2 separate regions of the Arachis hypogaea genome follow, and region 1 is linked to region 2. Evidence: chromatin contacts called from public Hi-C data. All regions are on one chromosome and are shown on one strand. The core of a region is the stretch at or near the end of the contact, and the rest is flanking DNA. Distances in the headings are between cores, read along the strand shown. Region 1 holds the start of LOC112800712 (sugar transporter ERD6-like 6). Region 2 has its middle 18 kb from the start of LOC112800710.

Region 1 (7,489 bases), core at 3,076-5,575, 79 kb before region 2:
CTCTATTTCTTCTGCGGCTTTGCTTGTGTTACGTAAATACGTAAGACAAAGATAGATTAGCATTTTGCAGCATCAAGTTTATTGGCACGCATTATTATTGTTATCATTAAAGCAAGAGAACAAAACTTTAAAACATGAATGAATGATGCATCATCTTTTGTCGTCTATTGCTTTGTCTCATAGTGCTAAGCTCTACTCTATCTATCCCAAGATATAAAGTGCCCCGTGTCATGCCTTATGATCCTCACCTTTTGTCTTTTTCTTCCAATTCGCACAGTGAGTGAAGAAAGAGAATATCTTTCATTACTGGCACATAATAGAACAATAAAGCCTTCATTAGCTTCGTACACTTTAAGAAGGCCCAAGTAGTTTCATTAATGGACTACCTAATGAGGCCCAAAACAAAAAATAGCAAAAACGTGAATAATTCAAAGTAGGGATGTTGGTGGTGGCAATGGCAATATTCCTTTTGCTTCAACAAGCCTATACATATACCAAGACCCAACAGACCTATAGGGCTTCCACTGCTCGCAAAGCTTCTCCATTTGCGAAGGCTGAGGCAATGACTTCAGCCCATACAAGCGCTCCACACCTCTCCTAACAACAAGGTCTCCAACTGGTAGAACATCAGGCCTGTGAAGTGTGAAGATCATGAACATGTGGACCGACCAAGGCCCAATTCCCTTCACCATCGTCAGCTTCTTGTAGAGAGTCTCGTCGTCCATTTCCAGTATGGACGAATCCGACAAGAGCCCATCGCGGTACTTGCTTGCCAGATCATGCAGGTAGGTGGCTTTGGGCCCTGATATCCCGACTCCGCGGAGCTGTTGGGCCGAGAGAGCCAGGACGGAGTCAGGCCCAACTGAGTGTGGGCCGCCGCAGAGGGCGACGAAACGGTCCTCGATGGATTGGGAGGCCTTGTTGGAGAGCTGCTGGGAGATGATGCTCTTGACGAGAGAGAAGAAGGGAGAGCGGTGAGTGTGGAAGTGCGGCGTCGGGAAGGCGTCGATGCAGGCGGCGAGGGTGACATCGGCGGCACGGAGGTGGTGAAGTGCGAGCTCCATTTCCCCTGTAGAAGTCAACGGTTTCGGAGTAGGTAGTGGTGGTGGTGTTGAATCTTCGGGAATGAGGGTTTCTTTGTTCTTGTTGTTGTTGGAGGAAGAGGGGAGTCTTGGGATCTTTTTGGCGCGAAATGGGAGTTTGGAAGAGGAAGCGGTTAGGGATTCTGATTTGGAGACGGAAATGCTTTCTTTGGTTTGAGATCGAGTTCGCTTCATTTTTCTTTTTCAGAAACACTTGAGAAAAAGGAACAACAGAATGAGGATAAGTCAACACTACCTTGCAACCAAAGGTCTTTCTATTTCTATTTATGGGGATAGGCTCTTGGTATTCTATGCACAAGGCAACTTTTCTTTGTTCTACTTTATTTTGGAGTAAATACCAGTTCGGTCCTAGTTTATTTTTACAAAGGATAAAGTAATTTCTATAAAAAAAAAAGACACTTTGAACTTTAATTTTTTTATTTTGGGATAATACGTGTTAAAAAAATTATTTAAATAATAATAAAAATTGATTTTATGGGAGGTTTTATTTATATTTTGTGGAAATTTTAAATCTTTATAAAATTATTTTCAATAATATAGTTAATTACTACCACTACTACCATTACTTTCTTCATCTTTATTATTATGGCTTATACTTCTATTATTTTTATTGATTTATCATCATCATCATTATTTTCTCTACTGTCATCATCACTAATACTAATATTATCAACATTAAAATTTTCTTTTTTCATTTCTTATTTGATGTTATTTTTTTCTTTTAAAAAGTATTTGTACTACAATTACTATTTTTTGTGGCATCATTTTTATTGATAGTTTTTCTTCAGTTAACTACCATTGGTGAATGAATTTTTCAAAAACAAACTTATTAATAGTACAAATAAAACTCTCACAAAACCAATTTTCATTATTATTTAAATAATTTTTTTAATAGAGAGATCGTATTGTCCTAAAATAAAAAGATTGAGGATCAAAGTGTCATTTTTTTTGGACAGAAATCGCTTTGTCCTTCATAAAAATGGACAAAGACCGAATTAGGTATTTACACCTTTATTTTGTTAACTATTAACATTGAATTTTTTTTATTAAAGATTAAAAAATGTTTATTTTTTTAAGGTGAAATTACTTGCAAAATCATAATAGGGCGGGAATCAACAACTGGTCTTTTCATTGTCTAGGAAATTCTTATATTTCCAACAGCTGCAATTTTTTAGTTTTATTGCGTTGATAGTAAAACTATATAAATATGTATTACGATTCAGTTTATTCTAGTAAAAGTATTTTATTTTTATAATTATCAACTTAAAAAGTAGCCATTCGGGATGTACATGGATCGAACCACACTCGGTTTAGTTTAATTTAGATCTGATCTAAAATATATATCGGACATAATTTTTAGATCTTAATCCAATTCTAAATCCGATAAAACTTACGCATCTTTGGTCTAGGTAAAAATTGGGTAAAAATCGAATTTTTAGCATGTAAATATCACCTAATCTTCAACCATTATTTCACAATTCACATAGTAAAATTCACTTAAAAAAATATAACAAGAATCAATTCTTCTTTAAAATTAAAACATAACCATAATCAATATTAATATTGTCTAATAATACCAAATATTTTAAAAAATACAAATAACACGATATTATGCATTAGTCTAAAGTCTTATGCATTTTAAACATAAAACATTAATTTATAATCTTATGATGACTAATAACACAAAATATTAAAGTTTACAATATTTAAATTCCACATAAGAATAATCATCATCCATCACTAATAACACAAAATATTAATTGTGTATGGTAACTGGGTCACCGGACCGAGTTCGAGTGATCCGAGTTATGGCCCGGACCCGACCTGAAATAATGACCGGATATATTTTTAAGACCCTTACCCGACCTTAGACCTGATGAAATCATATTAAATTAGCCCCTAAAGTGTTAGGGGTCAGACCGGATCTTCAGGCCGGGCCAAACCATGTACACTCCTAATAGCCTTTGATAAAACAAATTTATATCAATAAAACAACTGATAAATAATTTAAAAATATGACAAAAAAATAATAAATATTATATTTTTTATAAATAACAATAACTTTTTATATTTAATAAACGATTTATTTATTAGATCTGATTTTTTTGTGACAATATCTGAATAAATATTTAAAAAGTACGTAAAAAAATTCGAAACAAAATTTAATATCTAGATTTTTTTTTTAAAAAATATGGTCATTCTCAATAAAATTTTCTTTAAAACAATTTCACTTGGTTATAAAATTTTAAAAATAAAAAGTTTTATTTTTTTAATTATAATTTGTAAAAATTTACATCAAAATTTAATATTTAAAATTATTTTTTAAAATATATATTTAATATCTAATTCTTTTTATTATTTTTAAAATTTTATGAGAATTTATTTATTATTAATATCTTGCACGATTTGTTTTGTCTGTTATGCGAATTTTTTAGCACCATTTTAATAATTTATTCTAGTATATAAATCGAATAGAAGTGAACTTGCGGAGAATCTTTTATTTAGATAATATAATATATAGAATGAATTTCTTGAAGTTATGATATCTCAAAATATTTATTTTAAAAATACAAGAATTATATTTTTTTATTTGAGAAAAATATTAAATATGGCTTTAAGTACATCTGAAGGGTTCCATGAATTTCTCGTAACTTTACTTTCTTATTTAATTATGGATAAGATTAGAAGATTAGCAAAATTTATTATTTTTTATTAATAATTAAATAACAATATTTAAAAGTGTTTGTTACAAATATGTTGTTAAGTTATTAAACTAAAAATATTAAAATTGTGGCGAGAAATATTTGTCAATATAAAATAAAATTGTTGGCCCTTAATATTTTTCTGTTTAATTACTTTTTTAGACATATATTACTATGTGGGATTTTAGGATGTAACGGTACATATAAAATCAAACAATAAATTATTCATTCGTATAAAAATATTTTAAAATATAAAATATATATTAAAAATAAATTAAATAATATATATTTATACATAAACATATTTTGTTTTTTGAGATGCAAAGTCGAATTAATAAGTGGTAAAATTGGATGGAATGGTAGTATGGTAGCAGATTGTTCTAGGTCCAAGTCAAATTAAGGACACTGAATATAAAAATGAAGTGGCTTTTAAATAATGTTATCCCATGTGTTTAATTAGGATACTTAATTATTAGTGGGTCCATAATTAATTGGATGGATCTAATCTTCACAAAGCCAGCAACTCCTCGTGACATATCACCAGAAAGATGGTTTGTCTCTTGTATTCATCTTGCATACATCATACATGATTTGATGATGGTGAAATGAAAATGACGAAGGCAACAACCGTGTTAAGCTTTTTGTAGTTTGTGGTTATTTTTAATATAAAAACAAAACATGGTAGATGTGTGTCAATGTTTTGTTGTATGACTGTCACTTGTCAAATACCTTGATTGTTACAAACATCACACACAGCAGTTATAGATTGTTGATAGATCCAGTTTCCAGATTCTTAGTATGAGAGAGGCGAAAGAAGATAGCAGTAGCGGTGAGGATGGAAACAAGGAGCTTAGGAAGCCATTCCTGCACAATGGGAGTTGGTACAAGATGTTGGGTTCTAGACAGTCCAGCATCGTAGGATCTTCAATTCAGGTGGTGCGAGATTCCTCTGTCTCCATTCTCTTCTGCGTCCTCATCGTTGCTCTGGGTCCGATTCAGTTTGGTTTCACGGTACATAAACATTCACCATCAAATTCTGCTCACTCTTTGGTATATATACACTCCTTAATGTTCTCCTTTTCGCATTGTACAGTGTGGATATTCTTCTCCCACTCAGGAAAGTATAATTAGTGATCTCAAGCTCTCACTTTCAGAGGTTTGGTTGGTTCTGTTTCCTTCTTAGATTTTATTCGGATCATAAACCGTTTTGCTTACTTTTGCTGTGATGGGGGCAGTTCTCTTTATTCGGATCATTATCCAATGTGGGGGCGATGGTGGGAGCTATAGTCAGTGGTCAAATGTCTGAATACATTGGTCGCAAAGGGGTAAGAAACTAAATCATTCTTCCAGGTTGACTTTATACAGGAATGAATTGTGATGCTTTTGGTATGTTGAATGCAGTCATTGATGATTGCTGCAATCCCAAATATAATAGGATGGCTCGCAATCTCTTTTGCCAAGGTAAGTGTTAATAAGCAACTAACAGATTGGGGTTTAATACTTTAATGGATGTATTAATTTGTTGTTACTGATATAGGACTCATCTTTTCTGTTTATGGGGAGATTATTGGAAGGTTTCGGCGTTGGTATAATCTCTTACGTGGTAATCATGATGTCCCTTTCATCTTTTTTTTTTTTTTGTTTGGACTTTGATTTCTAAGTGAAATTAGTGTACTATGGGTTTTCCTTTAACTTTGTGTTTAGGTTCCTGTTTATATAGCTGAGATATCACCTCAAAATATGAGAGGTACCCTTGGATCGGTCAATCAGGTACCACTTACTTTTGCTTCTCAAAAGTCAAAACTTCATCTCTTTTTTCTCACCTCTTATATTTATTATATATATTATTATTTGAAATAAAAGTTGTAATATATTTGTTGATCAGCTCTCTATCACAATTGGAATAATGTTGGCATACCTCCTAGGCCTTTTTGTTAACTGGAGAGCACTTGCAGTTCTAGGTAAATTTCTAAAATGTATTTTTTCCGATCTTCTCTAAAATAAAGAATAATTTATTACTTGTAACATATTTAGTTATTATTAGATAAAATGGGTTGGTTTATCATACTTAATATTAATTCTTAATTTAACCTAAATTATAATAACTTAACCAATTAACCAAAGTATAACCTTTTTTAAACAATTTATAAAAATTATTAGAGAAGTTCCATTTTGTAATTATGAAGAGCGATTAAATAAGGTCAAATTTAGTCACAAAAAAAAGGTCAAATTTGTTATTCTTTGTAACTATGAATTGAAGATAATAATACAATAGTCAGTTAAAAGCTGAGTTTGGTTATTTTGCAACCAAAGCAAAATCTGTTCTAGTATTTTACATTTTTTATTCTTCCTCTTGTTCCCCTTAATAAATGTATTTATCCAGTAAATTTTTAAATGTAAAGTCGTTTAAAGTTTAATTTCAACGGCAAGAAAATAGTGATGAGATTCCTAGAGTGAGAAATGCATTTAACTAACATTAGTTATAATTACTTTATAAGTTCTTTAATTTGATCTTTGGTCATTATCACTATTTTTTTACTAAATGTGCATGATATTGCCAAATAAAATCATAGGGAGCTTATGATTTATGTTTAATACTATAGCTATATTTAAAAAAAAAAGTTCAGTTATCAACTTATCATAACTTAGGTTAAATTAAGAGTTAATGTTAATTAGGACAAGCCAACTCATTTCATACAACGATAATTAGATATATCATAAGGGTAATTTATCTTTTATTTTGGAGAGTTTTAAGTAGAATTGACTAATTTCTAATTATTTGTCATAATTCCAATCATGCCAAAAACTATGCCTTGTAACAAATAGCATTTTTTGTTCCATTTTCAATTGCAGGAAGTTTGCCTTGTATAGTTTTAATACCCGGATTATTTTTTATACCGGAATCTCCCCGATGGTTGGTATGGATCACATGTTGTCCGTTATACTAATTGAATTTTTGCAATCCTGAAAAAGGAAAGAAGAAGACAGTGTTTTATGCTCTAGATGAATTCATTTATTTATTTTCTTCTGGATTGTTGTGGGAATTTAGGCCAAGATGGGGATGACAGAAGAGTTTGAGACTTCTTTGCAAGTGTTACGAGGATTTGACACAGATATATCTGTTGAAGTACACGAAATTAAGGTATTTTCTTACATCATAAGATTAAGATTCATGTGCATGCGTCACAGTAATAGGAGCATATTCAAAATATGGCTTTAGTCTTTTAGACTCAGTATACTTGAAGAACAAGAATAACTGCTAAACACAGTTATATTTGTGTAGAGATCGGTGGCATCGACCGGAAAGACATTTACAATCCGGTTTGCAGATCTCAAGATGAAAAGATATTGGTATCCTTTAATGGTATGCTGTGTTTGTTCCCTTGTTCTGTGTTTGTCCCTTCCCTGAATATTCAAAATCTTATATATACTTGCAGGTAGGGATTGGATTACTTGTACTCCAACAATTGAGTGGTACCAATGGGGTGTTGTTCTATTCAAGTACCATCTTTGCAAACGCAGGTTATGTATCTTCTCTATGTACTCATCATCTCTTAATAATTGTAGGCCTGTTTCCTTCATTATAAAGTATTATTTTGTAACAGGAATTTCATCTAGCAATGCTGCTACAGTTGGACTTGGAGCTATTCAGGTTAGATACTAATTATTCATGTAAATATCAAA
Region 2 (7,511 bases), core at 3,111-5,610:
TAACGGATCAGATATTATTTAAATTAGTGTAATTGTATAGCAATTGTTATAGTTTATGTGAGGGCGATCCTTGTCTTTATTTCTCATTTCCATCCTTTTCAATCAAATGATTAACAATATAAGATAAAACCATGGCCTATATTAGTACATTTGGTACTAGGGATGGCAATGGAGCGGATAGGTGCGGATTTTTACTCTACTCGACCTCGCCCCGCCCTATAATAACCCGCATAGAACCTTTACGCTTCTACCGCAGGTAGTAAAAAGTTGAATCCTAACCCGCTCCTCGGGTACCCACCCCATCCCTACCTGCCCCTATCATTATTAAAATCTAATAAATAAAATGAAATTTTAAAATTTGTATAACCATCATCACATACATAATATAAATTAAAGTAAAATTTTAAATATGATGCAATATTATTAATCATATTACTAAATATTTTACATATATTACACATATTATATATCAGAATTATATATTATATATATACTGGGGCGGATAGGGATAGTATTACTTAAACCTGGCCTCGCCCAAGAACCCGCCCGGCTAAAAATCCACCCTGGTGTGGGGCGGGTAATTACCCGTTCCGTGCTGATAGGGACGGGGTGAGTACCCACGAGTTTAGATGGTGTTGCCATCCCTATTTGGTACTTGATGTTACTTCAGTTCATATAATAAAATATTTTCATGTTTACATTTATTATATTTTGCTTGACTTTCCACGCTAATTAGATAGGTAATGTTACATAAGATTTATGAACAAGTATTGAGAATTAATTTAGTTAATAAATATTAACTAATTTTAGAATTTAAATTTATATTTTAAAATTTAAAATTTATTATTTAAAATATTGATTTAAAATAAAAAAAATAATTTTAACAAAGTTAATTGATATTGGCTAAAAAGATATGGTTATTTAACATAATTCAAAATTTAATAACATAAAATGATCGGAGCAATAGTTATATATTGCTAGAGAATAAAAAATATATAATTAATATAATCAACTGATGACATAGAATTATTATGAATTTTTGGACAATTCAATTTTTGGTTGTGGGTTGACGAATGTTTTGACACATAACTTTTTATGGTAGAGTTGCTACTATTTTATTTGCAAAACTATCAAAGATGTAATTAATAATACCATGAGATTGTGTAGGTGTTTCGACTGCCTTACATTTTTGCCTTTATAATACCTCTAGCCATTGTTTATGTTGTATGTCTCTTCTGTATGTGGTCATCAATGTATTTGTCGAGGAGGTCCTGTCGAGCTAATCTCTCAAGGAGATCTTTTGGAACAACACAATCTTTTGTGGTATGCTCATATTTTTGACAGAATGTGCAATATTTTGACTTATCTACATATTTTTGAACTTGGTAAATGATGGCCTTGTTTAGGGGTTTAATGAGTTTTGTGTATAATGTTTCTTCTATATCCTTTTCCATTAAATTTTCTTGAAATTCTGGTAAAGTGATGCAAACATATCTTTTTTTATCATTCAAAGAACATGTTTGTAATAACTATCCCTTTTTTTATTTATTTGGTCAATGTCCTCCCACACCACTATTGCGTAGTTTTATTTATCGGATATAAAAAGTATAATGACAGATCAAGATGTTCGATTAGAACGAATCGGCAGAGAAATTTCATGTTATATATGGTCATCTTTCTGATATCCGAATTATAGAAAAAAAATTCTATCAATTTTGATGCATTTATCAATTCTCTTGAGAGGCTACAATTGCCGCAAGCACACATATTAATGATGAGGAAGATATTTTTTTATGCTATAAATACTTTACTTATTCTGCTATTCTACACAAGCCTGGATGAGGAAGAATTATGAAGGTACTTGGCTACCGTAATAGTTTCCTAAAACTTTCTAGGACGGAGGCCGCTCTTAAGAGCATGTAAATGGACGTTCTGGTTGAGGTTGGGGGTCTTCATGGCTATCTTGCTAAACCTCGTCAGGTTGGCCCTATTTTATAGTGGTGAGATATTCAAAATCATGAACATAGATTTTGGAAGCTATTAAAGTTGGTGAATAGGTTAGCGAAATCCTAAAAAGTAGAGATAGAATCTATAGGCAAAGAGAAAATCAAAGTAATACAGCATCATCTAAAAATCTAGGAAAGAAAAGGCATTGTATAGGGTTAGAGGCGCTGTTCAATAGCATCATAGAATGGAATTTCTTGACATGTATGTTCAGGTCATCAAGTCCATGCTATGGCTTCAAGGTTGTAGGAAGTGTGAAATGTGTAGGTATTTGGAAGCTCATTCTCAAATGAAGGAGTTGCAGGATTTCGTTGCCCTTTTGGTTGGAGTTGTGTCCACAGAGTTGGTTTTCGAGGTATGGTCATCACACAGGTTGCCATTGTTATTTTTACGATCATATCATCTTGTCATTCGTTCTAGTGTTGAGCTAACAAATTGGTCATTCTTTGATTTACGGCTTGCAGCACGGTAACCACGGCTAATAATTCAGCTTGAATTGGTGTAGGCTCGTCAGACATGGTGAAGGTTCTGTGAAAAGGAAGAAAAAAGAGTGGAAAAAATAAAATGGGGTGATATTAAGCTTGACTCTATAATGGGCGCCAAATATTTTTGTGTATCTGGCCTTGATGATGATATGTAACTAGTCTGATAATCCAAATATGAGTTCATCTTCTTCTAGGGAGGAGGAGGTATACGTCAGCTTGAAAAGAACACAGGTGGTTAGATATTTACAGAAAAGAACACAGGTGGTTAGATATTTACCAAGACACTTTGACGCTCAAGTAAATTTAGAGTATATTATAAGTCAAATGTATTTAGATTGATTAGCGTATATTTCCTTTGTTAGGATTACCTCTTTTATGAGACATGAGAGTTTGAACGTGTTACAATTTAGTTATTGTGTTGACCAAATCTTTTGGTAACAGAAATAAACATATTATACCTGATAAAAGAAATAAGCACACTATATTTTGTTGTTAAGTTTCCGATGTATTGGGTGGTGTTGGTTGAAGATTTTTGACCAACTGGATTGATAAAGGGTGTCAAATTGAGAAGACAAAAGTCGATATCAAAGGTTTCGATTTATTCAAGATTATTAAAGAATGAAGTTAACAAGTCGAAATGCTAAGATCGAAGATAAGATGTACTAAGGGAGCAATTATTTGGATTTGTGTTTGGCAGGACAATTATCTTGTGAATCATTCGACGTATGACACTTGGCAAAATAGGATTGGATGGGTTGCTCTATAAATTAAGAAGGTTCAGTAGCATCAAAGAAGTTGAAATTTCTCTTTAGAAAACACTTACAGCACACTCACATTCATATCCGAGCGACTTTTTGAGTCTGTCTCGAGTTTTTTTCTATTGGATTCCTTCTATCTTTTTTACTTTTCATTTAAGATTCATTGTAATTTTCCTCTGCAATTTACATTTCCTTTGCAAAGTCTTTTTTTTCCTTTTTTAAAATTCTGTATTGAATTTGAATTCAAAGTCTTTCGATTATGTTGGAGGCATTTTATTGCTTTCTTTAAATTTAAAGTTATTTTCATTATTTTCTGTAATTTTAATTTTAAGTAATTTAATTTCAATTTACTTTTCAAAATTTTTTCTTTCTTTATTCATTCAAAAAATAAAATCTTTGCTATAATTGTTGAAATTGATATCATAGAAGAAGAGTAGATTTTGTTCTTAAACTATAGATATCAAACCAACCAAGATTTGATAAAAATCTACATAACAAGTGGTTAGAGCCAAACTATAACAATAGACGGATCAATTAGTATCTTTTAGTTAGTTAGTCTAGAATTTATAGCAACTCATAGCACACTAAGTGCCTACAAGAGCTAGCTAAATAACTTCAAAAACAAAATTAACGAACTCTGCAAGCACATTCAGCTATATTAACTTCTTCCCCAACTCCCATCAGTATCAAACACTAATTAAAATTTGATAGTGATCATCAGGGGCTTCAATTCGCACATCATTATATCACCCGTAAACTAAACAATAAGTACAGAACTATAGGATTATGAGTCCCATTTAAAAGTTTATCACTAACTCCCTTATTTAAAGGGACAAGTAAATTCACCACTCCATCATTTTAAATTGGTTACAACTACACATGTCTAAAGAATGATTTACTCGATCCAAAACTATTAGCGTGTGTGAGGTAGCCGACTCTCTCAACTTTTTTTTTGGGTCATGGATTCCCCAAACCTTAGCCCACATGAGGCGACTCGGTGCAACCCATGGTTTTGCCCACTTAAGAAATATTTTACTTTGAGTTAGCTCTGTCCAGAAATCGTGACCCATCAATAAATTAGTTCATTGAAATTCCTTTTTAATTTGTCCAAGTTTACTGAAACACCTGAAATGGTCCTATCTTGTCCTATGAAATGGGTCCGCCCAGTCCACCCCTTTCCCTACCAAGATGATCATTTATCCAAACATATGACAACGATTTACTACATTCATGAACTAGCACTCTAGCAGTATGTTCGAATTCTGGAGAACTCATTTTGCCATATATACATATCAATATCATCATAGCGCAAAGTGATTATATAAGTATGTGATGCTAATTACAACCGTTAGTTGATCTGGGATATTGACGGTTGATTTGACTGATTTGAAATCTTCTCACGCCCTAGTTCCTGCTAAATTGCCTTACTATAGCTAGTTACTAGATAAAAAATTATTAGATGCAAATGATATGGATTTTGTAATTCAAAAGACACTCGCATTCTTGTGGGCAAAGCCAAAAATATATAGTCAATAAGATAAGGTTTTATCTTTTTTTTTTTTTGTGTGTCACTAAATGATATTTTATGCACACGATAGGAATTTTTTAAAGAAATGCAATAATAATAATGAAAATAGGACAATAGTGCTATATCAAATGGGATTTTTTTAGATAAATATTTAATTTACTGAAATAGGTATTTTGGACACTATTTACAATTTTTAGGTTTTATTACATATCTTATTTAACGTGTAAACAAAATAATTATACACATATTTCGTTTTAATCCAGTTACACATTTAAGTGTTTTTTGCAACCAAGTTTAACCAAGTTGACCCAGAGTCAACAAAAACAATTCTCATCACACTAACGTACATGCGCATTTCAATAACGCAAAACATATTTTTTTTCGTCTTCGTTTTCGCAATATTTTTTTTCGCGTTCTTCCTTCTTATTCTTCGCTTTCCTCCTTCTTCGTCTTTGCATTTCTTCTTCTCCGTATTCTTCCTTGTTCTTCTTCGTCTTCTTCTTTCTTCTTCTTTGCGTGTTTTCTCTCAACCGTCATTCTTTTATTGTTGTTGCTGTTATATTTTTTCTTTTTCTCTTTTTAATTGAGGTCTATTTAGATCCAGAAATGAATTTAATGTATTTTTGTTGATGATTGAGTCTTTTTTAATGTTTGTTCAAAATTGAATTAATTTTAATTCATTTGTAAATTAATTGAGATTCACTTGATGCTGTTGATAAGTATTGATCAAATTTTTTATTCCTTAAGTAATTTCAGTTTATTTCTTAACTTAATTGATGTTCATTTGGATCCAAAAATAAATTATATGTGTGTTTTGTTGATGATTGAGTCTTTTGACTGCTTGTTTAAAAATGAACTAATTTCGGTTCATTTGTGTGTTAATTGAGATTCACCTGATGCTGTTGATAAGTATTGACCAAATTTTTTATTCCTTAATAAGTAATTTCGGTTCATTTCTTAGCTTATTTGAAGTTCATTTGAATCCATAAATGAATTCGATGTGTTTGTATTAATTGAAGTTCAGTTGATGCTATTGATAAATAGTGACCAAATTTTTTAGCAAAGAAGATATTATTCATATCACTTTATTCAATTGTATTAGATTATACCCCATTCCATTCAATTACTTTAGATTTGAACAAGCAGTCAAAAAAATTCAATCATCAACAAAAACATCAAATTCATTTCTGAATCCAAATGAACCTCAATTAAATTAAGAAATGAATCGAAATTACTTAAGAAATAAAAAATTTGGTCAATACTTATCAGCAATATCAAGTGAATCTCAATTAGCACACAAATGAACGAAAATTAGTTCAGATTTGAACAAACAGTCAAAAAGACTCAATCATTAACAGAACACATCAAATTCATTTCTGGATCCAAATGAACCTCAATTAAATTAAGAAATGAACCGAAATTACTTAAAGAATAAACAATTTGGTCAATACTTATCATCAGCATCAAGTGAACCTCAATTAACACACAAATAGACCCGAAATTATTTAATGATGACATCAGAAAAAATCAGAACTAATAAAGATGTTTGCAAAATATTGGTGTTATTGTCAATGACGATAACGAAAAAGGAAAAGAAAAAGAAGAAGACACAACATTGCGAAGGAGGAGAAGAAGACGCAACATTGAGGAAGAGGAGAACCTGCGTGTACAAATTTAGAAGAAGAAGAAGGATGAGAAGAAGAAGAACCTGCGTGCGCGAATTCGGAAGAAGGAGAAGGAGAAGCAGAAGGAAACTGAGAAGGAGGCGCGTGATTTGAAAAGTTGTTATAATAACTTGGTTAAACTTTTTTAAGTATTTTATTTGGATGTAGAGCTTTATTGATCTCGTTTACAGGTTTTTATTTGGCTTGATTTTGTTTGTAAATGAAATATTTAAAATTTGAAAAATATTTGTAATTAAACGAAATATGTATACAATTTTTTTATTTACACTGTAAACGAAATACGTGTATTATCACAAAAAAATTATGATTAAAATAACGTTAATTTAATTTTTATTTTTTAAATTAATCTAATTTTTAAAAAATTTCAAATTTTGATAAACTGCCTCTCTAATATAATTTAATTTATACAATGATATCAATTTAAATTTTATTTAATCCAAAATTAATAATTTAAAACTATCCATTTAAAATCAATACATTATTTTCTTAAAAATTAACCTATTTAAATTAGTACTTACAAAAATTACATAAAAAATAGATCAAATTGAATTGATTTAAATTTAAAAATTTTACATATTCAAGTTTCATAATGAGAAGAAAGACAATAATTGTACACACTTTTAACAGTTATGAAATTAAAAACAGCATAAGGTTGATGATATAAATAAAATAGAAAAAATGGGAGAGATAATTGTTTAAATTGTGTTCACTTTTTTATTCATCTCTAATTTTTTCTTAATTTAATAACTCTTCATCAATTTTATGCTTCTTTTAATTTAATAACTTCTCATTTTTAGTCGTCTCTTGCTAATTAAATGTTTCAAATGGATAATTTTAAATTATTAATTTTAATTTAAAAAATTTAAATTTAATATTATTGTATAAAATTAAAATATATAATATTTAAAAAAAATAGAAAGAAATCACACAGGTGAAGGGTTTGAGGATAGAAGACGAATAGGAGGAAGAAAGAAAAAAATGCCGTGGTTTAGTAGATAGCATAACACAAGTGAGGAATGAGACCTTTTGAATAGTGTGGTAATTGAAATTA

What was found. Hi-C and Micro-C count contacts between places; a contact is called where the count stands out from the background.
Region 1: a contact with region 2 is called in a Hi-C map of an unstated tissue, with 5 times the contacts expected there. The contact joins the promoter of LOC112800712 here to the enhancer-like site in region 2. A contact is called at or near these places in 6 of 8 Hi-C or Micro-C datasets (leaf and an unstated tissue).

What each region holds. Positions count from the first base shown.
Region 1 is chr5:10,590,355-10,597,843 of arahy.Tifrunner.gnm2.J5K5, reverse strand. LOC112800712 (sugar transporter ERD6-like 6) reads left to right here and starts at 4,325. Exons shown (of 18, transcript XM_025843080.3): 1 at 4,325-4,816; 2 at 4,899-4,961; 3 at 5,041-5,130; 4 at 5,207-5,266; 5 at 5,343-5,408; 6 at 5,510-5,575; 7 at 5,691-5,766; 8 at 6,659-6,723; 9 at 6,855-6,947; 10 at 7,089-7,169; 11 at 7,243-7,327; 12 at 7,411-7,457. The coding sequence starts at 4,604. LOC112800714 (alkylbase DNA glycosidase-like protein mag2) reads right to left here and starts at 1,448. Exons shown (of 1, transcript XM_025843082.3): 1 at 282-1,448. The coding sequence starts at 1,277. The coding sequence ends at 429.
Region 2 is chr5:10,510,915-10,518,425 of arahy.Tifrunner.gnm2.J5K5, reverse strand. No RefSeq gene overlaps it. Among protein-coding and RNA genes, the nearest start is that of LOC112800710, 18 kb to the right of the region's middle. Within about 2 kb of position 4,360, at least 3 of the 3 cell types and tissues checked have open chromatin away from gene starts, as enhancers often do.